Linked DNA regions of Mus musculus: region 2 is linked to region 1. Evidence: chromatin contacts called from public promoter capture Hi-C data. All regions are on one chromosome and are shown on one strand. The core of a region is the stretch at or near the end of the contact, and the rest is flanking DNA. Distances in the headings are between cores, read along the strand shown.

Region 1 (2,809 bases), core at 179-2,678:
GGGAATTTTATATGACTGCACTTCTACTTGGACATGACATCTAAAAACAAAGTACCATGTCCCTAGTGGGTAAGCAGGTTGCCCTTGCCTGCCTTCTGGAAGCTGACTCAGTTTGCTTCAGCAGGCTGGCTCTCCTTGATTTAGACACATCCTTGTTCTGTCAACTGCCCTTCATTTTCTAGAAATCATATCTGAGTCTTGATGAGGATGCATGGATATGTAAAATCATGTTAACACAAAGTTCTGTAAATTAGAGAGAGGGGCTGTGCTTCTATGCTTCTGCTTGTTCAGAGACTTCAATGCTTTAAAACGAATTCATATAAAAAGATGATGATGATGGTAATCAGCCGTCACAATGTTCAGTCTAGAAAACTTGAGGCTAGTTGAGGGCATGATCCATTACTCTAGGTAGCCCTTGTTGGCAAGGTTATAGCGTTGACAAATTAAGGCTACAGAGAGTACTCCCTCTTTTCTAACTTTAGTCTTTGTCTTTAGAGGGAAAGCCATCCTTTCCTTCCTGATATTGTCCTTTGCTAATGGCAGCAGCGTTGCAGCCCAGGGCTCCTTAAGTTCTCCTGTGAGCACTGCTGGCACTTGGGTTCTTTCTCTCCCTGAAAGAAGACATCTATTCAGAATCCTTAGTGGTTGAATTGGTCAGCAATGTTTCAGCCGAGAAAGGATGATAATCCTATTAAGGAACAATGAAATCCATCTACAACAAAAAGAAAGCCCATGTCAGAACTATAGAGGAACCCAAATTTTGATCCTGCACCCAGGCTGACTTTCACAAAAAAATTATCTGTAAAAGTAGAGGGAGTCACGGTGCTGGAGACGACTCCTAGCACTAAAAACATCTTAGATGTTGCTTTATGTGCTTGCTTTCCATTAGAGTCAGGAATGGTCCGACTCTGTTGCTGTGATTTTGTCAACATTTATCCTATCTGTCTTTCATATACAAAGGCTTAGGGATGCCAGAAAACAAACTGTTAACGGAGAATTAACTTCTTTGGCATGCTTTCATACTTATCTTCCAAATTAAAGAAAATGAAATGGGCAGAAACAGAGTGTAGATTACCTCCTTTTTGTCAAAAATGGTGGGAATTTGAAAATTAATAATAAAAAAGGGAACAGATGCAGTAACATGCCAGAGGGAGATTAATGTGGAGAGTGAAATCTGTGAGCAACAAAACTGAAGCAAACTGAATCAGTGGGAGGTGGTTGTACAATCAAAATCAGGATAAAAGAGAAATTACAAACAACCCTGCACTTGTCAAAGTAGTAGTAATGAAACCCTGACTCTGCCAGCAGCGAGAACCTGTGTTAGCACTTTGGGGTAAGGATGGTAGCCGGGTGCCAGGTAGGAGGGCAGTGTTAGGTTGCTGGGCAGCAGCCATCTTGTGTGGAACAGATGGCACTGAAAGCTGGCAGGGGAGGGGCTCCTTAGCAGAACTAATCAGACAGTAACAGATAGGGCAGCTGGGAAGACTGACCACAGAGAGGGAGCCTGCGGGGTAGCTCAGTGCCACGGTGTGTGCAGCGGTGTGCCCATTGGTCTGCGGGAAGACCTTGCAATGCCTTTCCCATCGATGGACGCACTGAAACTTTTGTTCAAAAGGGAGAATTGAGTTGGAGTGTCTCAAACTTGGGGGTGGGGTTGGGTGTTGGAGAGAGACTGGGAATGGAGGTACTGCCCATCTCTGAATTCGTTGCATGAGTTTTCAATGTCAGCTTCTGTGGAACTTTGATTTTTGCAGCATGTGTGGCTCTGCCGTTCTCTTCTCCACTGTAGCACGCCAAGTGATCGCTCTATATTTTATCCACAGTTTGCAGCATCAGGACTATACATAAAATTAGAAAAGACTTCCTGGTATGATTTCTCACAAATGAAAACTAAAAGCAACCAGGTGATATGTATGTTTCTCCTTAATAATTCTTAATAACCTAATTCAAGCTATGGTTGACTTACAGCCACTTGCTCGTCCTTTTTGCTCCATGTAATTGTGGACTAAACAACAAAATCTAAGCATAATTTAGAGCCCAAACCTTAAAACAAAAATCAAATTACTGTGCAAAAATGAGAAGCCAACCTGTTAAATTTAATTGTGCATTGAAGAGCCATAATTCCAGATAGGTCAGCACATTTATTCAAATGCTATGCCTTTGACAACAAGATTCAGGTCTCCTACGTCTGTTTTCAAACTTGTATCTTCCTTTCTCCTTTTTATTTTTCCAGAAGGTTTATAGCTTGGCTCAAATTATTCATTTTGGAGGGGGGAGGGGGAAACATTACCAGGATTTGAAATAGGTGGTATAACATAGCCATATGCTATTTATGCAGCAGTTTCTGCAATAAATCTAATTTGGTGCTGTCAAAAAATCAGACTTATTTGATATAGCGGCACATTAGTAAATGATTGTGGCAGATTTAAAGTTGTCATTTAGTCTCTTCTAACTCTTAAACAGAATCTTGCAAACCCGTCTTCTCTCTCATCAAGTCTATGAAAACCTCCCAGGTCTTTGTCCTACAGTACTGCAATATTTTCATGTCTCAAAGCAGGTTTTGCCTAAAGGTAACTGAGAAAAAAGGGTGAAAAATGAATATCCTCTGTTGTCAAAATAACATTGGCAGTCAGAGATCAATAAAGCGGGGAAAATGATAGTGTCTCCAGCCTGTGTAGTTCTTAGAAAAGCAGAGCAGCTAGGCAGGCACATTCAGAATGAAGAGAAGCTAACATCAGTTCTTTATTAAGGAGCTGAATGTTTTACCTTGCATCCTACACCCATATGCTGTTTTAGGAAAACTGGCATT
Region 2 (2,809 bases), core at 138-2,637, 220 kb after region 1:
TTACATGTTTAAAATGGCGAGAGTATACCAAAACTCAAAATAAGCAATCTTTCTTATTAATTCTTCTAGCAGTTTCTTTTTTAATTAAAAATTCCTACAGAGTTTTAAAGGGGAAATTTAAAAACTGAGGCTCTCTCTTTTAGTCATTTCATTCATACTGCTATTCAACTTTTACCAAAAACTGAAGTATTCTTAAAAAAAAAAAAAAAACTTGGAAAACCTCTATATAACATCACTGTATCATTCAATTATCTGAGATGAAAGGAAAACATTTGAATAAATACACTTACTTCTACATATGTACCTAAGAGGATTCTAGATATTCAAAAATCTAAGACCTAATGCCACAAAAGGCCAAGGGGGGAAAAAAAATCAACTCATTAATGCTTGATGAGGATTCCAGCCATTAAAAGACACAAAAACAAAGAGAAAGAATATTATTTTTAAAAATAAGGCCAATGTAACTCACACCTCCTCTCTCTCTGTCTCTCTGCCTCTCTCTCTCTCTCTCTCTCTCTCTCTCTCTCTCTCTCTTTCTTGCAGCACAGGGAACATCTGGGTTTAAAGTTTTATAGAATTACTCAAGAAAATAAATGTGATATTAAGTTAATTAAGTTACTCTAGTAGTAAACTATAGAATAAATCAACCCACTTTCAAATGATAGTTTTAAGTGCTGCCCAGTTAAATTGTCAGTGGAATCATTAAGAAGATGGTAACTGAACTAAAAGATTACTAATCAAAAGTTTTTGTTACCAGTTAGAAATTCACATCAAACATTAATGAACTGGGTTTTCTACTGTCTTTGTAGAAAAGTAAGAAAGTTTATATTGCCATTTAAGAAAGTTTTTTTTTAAAGCTTAGACGTGAACAAGAGAAGGAAGAGGAAGTATTACACTCCTAAACTAATTAACAAAATCAGAGGAGGGGGACATGCAGGAAAACAATGATAATTAGTATGTACCCTTGGTTAACCAAATGCACACATACATTCATTCTGTATATGCACAAACATCAGCAGCATCATAAACCGTCTCCAGCTCTAGCTATTATTCAGTTCGACATCTGCACATGTTTATGCGTCTCTCCAAACAACCTCTTGAACACCCTGCTGGAGCTGTCATTTTTTTCTTCTCCCTATCTGGCAGATGGCAAGTCAACAATCGGCATCAACAGCAGCCGAATATCTCCCCCTTTACCGCCCCCCCCCCAAAACAGACACAATAATAACTTCTTTGTGCTTCCCTACAATGCAGCTGCTTAAACCATTTCGTTACAAGGCTGCTTTGCCTTAATAAAAAAAAAAAATCCCTTCTGTCAAGTCTAAAAAGCAGCATAATGTTAAGCAAGCTAAAGCCACAGCACAGCTGCAAACGGGCAGACACATTGACAGCTCCTCCCTTAACAAAGCCCTGTGAATTGAAGGGGTTCATCTGAGGCTCACACAGTAATTAGTATAAAAAAAAAGTCCGACAGCCTCTATTATGCTAAGGAAAAAAAAAAACTGGACAGAACTGGGCTGCTGTTTTGCGTCAAGAGTTCTGTTGCAGAGTAGATAAATCATGTTGGGTTTTTTTCCTCTCTTTTTAAAGACAGTAATAAGGAGGATGAGAGAAGCTAATTTGAAAACTTGGACACAGTAATTGTACCATATGGTGAGCATTTATCCTTTCTGAAATGCACGCTAACAGTCACTTACATGCATACTGCTTTGTTTTACAGTTGTTATTCTCTCTACCATATTCATAAAATGGATTTGAATATCTGATACCAAGAGAAGTTTTGTGTAATTAGCAACAGAACTGCCTAGGTTTAATTTATTGGCCTAGCACAGCAATCTAGTAAAATGCAAAACAAAATTAAACAATGAGTCCACTTTGTAAAGTGTCTTTCTTAACTCTTAAAAAAAAAAAACTTAACAAATACAAGTTCATTGAAGTGTTTTTAAGTTGTTAGTAATTCAGAAAATTCCAACAAAATAAAGTATGATAGTGGATAAGATTTCTACAGCAACCTCAGAGATAAGGCCTCCATGAGAATGACCTTTTACTAATCTCATCTGTTTAATTTCATTAATGCACATAGAACTCTCACTCATACATATTAGTAAACCTAGAAGAAACACTTCCTTCTATGTGCCCTAGAACTGTTTTGTTTTGTTAGAAATTCTGCTATTACATAGTACTGTGCCAAGCACTGTTCTAGACTGACAAAATACAGTATAGAATAGTTTTCTCACTCACTCACTCACTCACTCACTCACTCACACACACACACACAAATACATATATAATTTATGCTTGATATGTATAAACTATAAAAATATAAATAAGCATATTTATGCTTAGATATAGATACACTCTAATATTTTTGTCCACTTCAAAATTCTTTAACATCTCACTGCTTAAAAAAAAAAGACTTTAACAGCATTAATAAACTGTTATCAAGCTCTAACATCCAACTTTTCTTTTGACAAAAAAAATAAAAACCTAGAAAATTATGTTCCATTAGTTTACTGGTTTAAACACTGGTAAATTTACTTTAATGGGATCAATGTTCCTCTTCAGATAGTGTGTTTACCTAACTACTATCATCTATGTTCTAAACACATACTATTCAACTAGAACTCATGGGAATCCTCAAAGTTTCTAGGGAAGTAAAAGCAGCCGTCTAAGCGACTACAATTTGCTGCAAGTATCCTTCTGATCAATGTGGGGGACATTTAAAGTAAAATTTTTAAAGAAACATTATTCCAACAAACCTCCTCCCCAAAAAACTCTAACTAGACTACACTTTGAAATATATTTATCA

What was found. Promoter capture Hi-C pulls out the DNA fragments that hold promoters and counts their contacts.
Region 2: a promoter capture Hi-C map of hippocampal neurons shows a contact between it and region 1, with 2.0 times the contacts expected there. The contact joins two enhancer-like sites. A contact is called at or near these places in 4 of 39 promoter capture datasets (the HPC-7 cell line, hippocampal neurons, liver and 1 more), 4 of 484 Hi-C or Micro-C datasets (cerebral cortex, cortical neurons and pancreatic cancer cells) and 1 of 115 datasets of contacts at active chromatin or transcription factors (embryonic basal ganglia).

What each region holds. Positions count from the first base shown.
Region 1 is chr1:176,928,498-176,931,306 of GRCm38.p6, forward strand. The region is part of intron 13 of Sdccag8 (serologically defined colon cancer antigen 8); the gene reads left to right. All of the region lies in intron 3 of Gm15423 (a long non-coding RNA gene), which reads right to left. Among named protein-coding and RNA genes, the nearest start is that of Gm15423, 11 kb to the right of the region's middle. Within about 2 kb of position 1,429, at least 17 of the 459 cell types and tissues checked have an H3K27ac peak or open chromatin away from gene starts, as enhancers often do. A contact at or near this core is called in cortical neurons and hippocampal neurons, where this site is marked.
Region 2 is chr1:177,149,329-177,152,137 of GRCm38.p6, forward strand. The region is part of intron 1 of Akt3 (thymoma viral proto-oncogene 3); the gene reads right to left. Among named protein-coding and RNA genes, the nearest start is that of Akt3, 98 kb to the right of the region's middle. Within about 2 kb of position 1,388, at least 80 of the 459 cell types and tissues checked have an H3K27ac peak or open chromatin away from gene starts, as enhancers often do. A contact at or near this core is called in cortical neurons and hippocampal neurons, where this site is marked.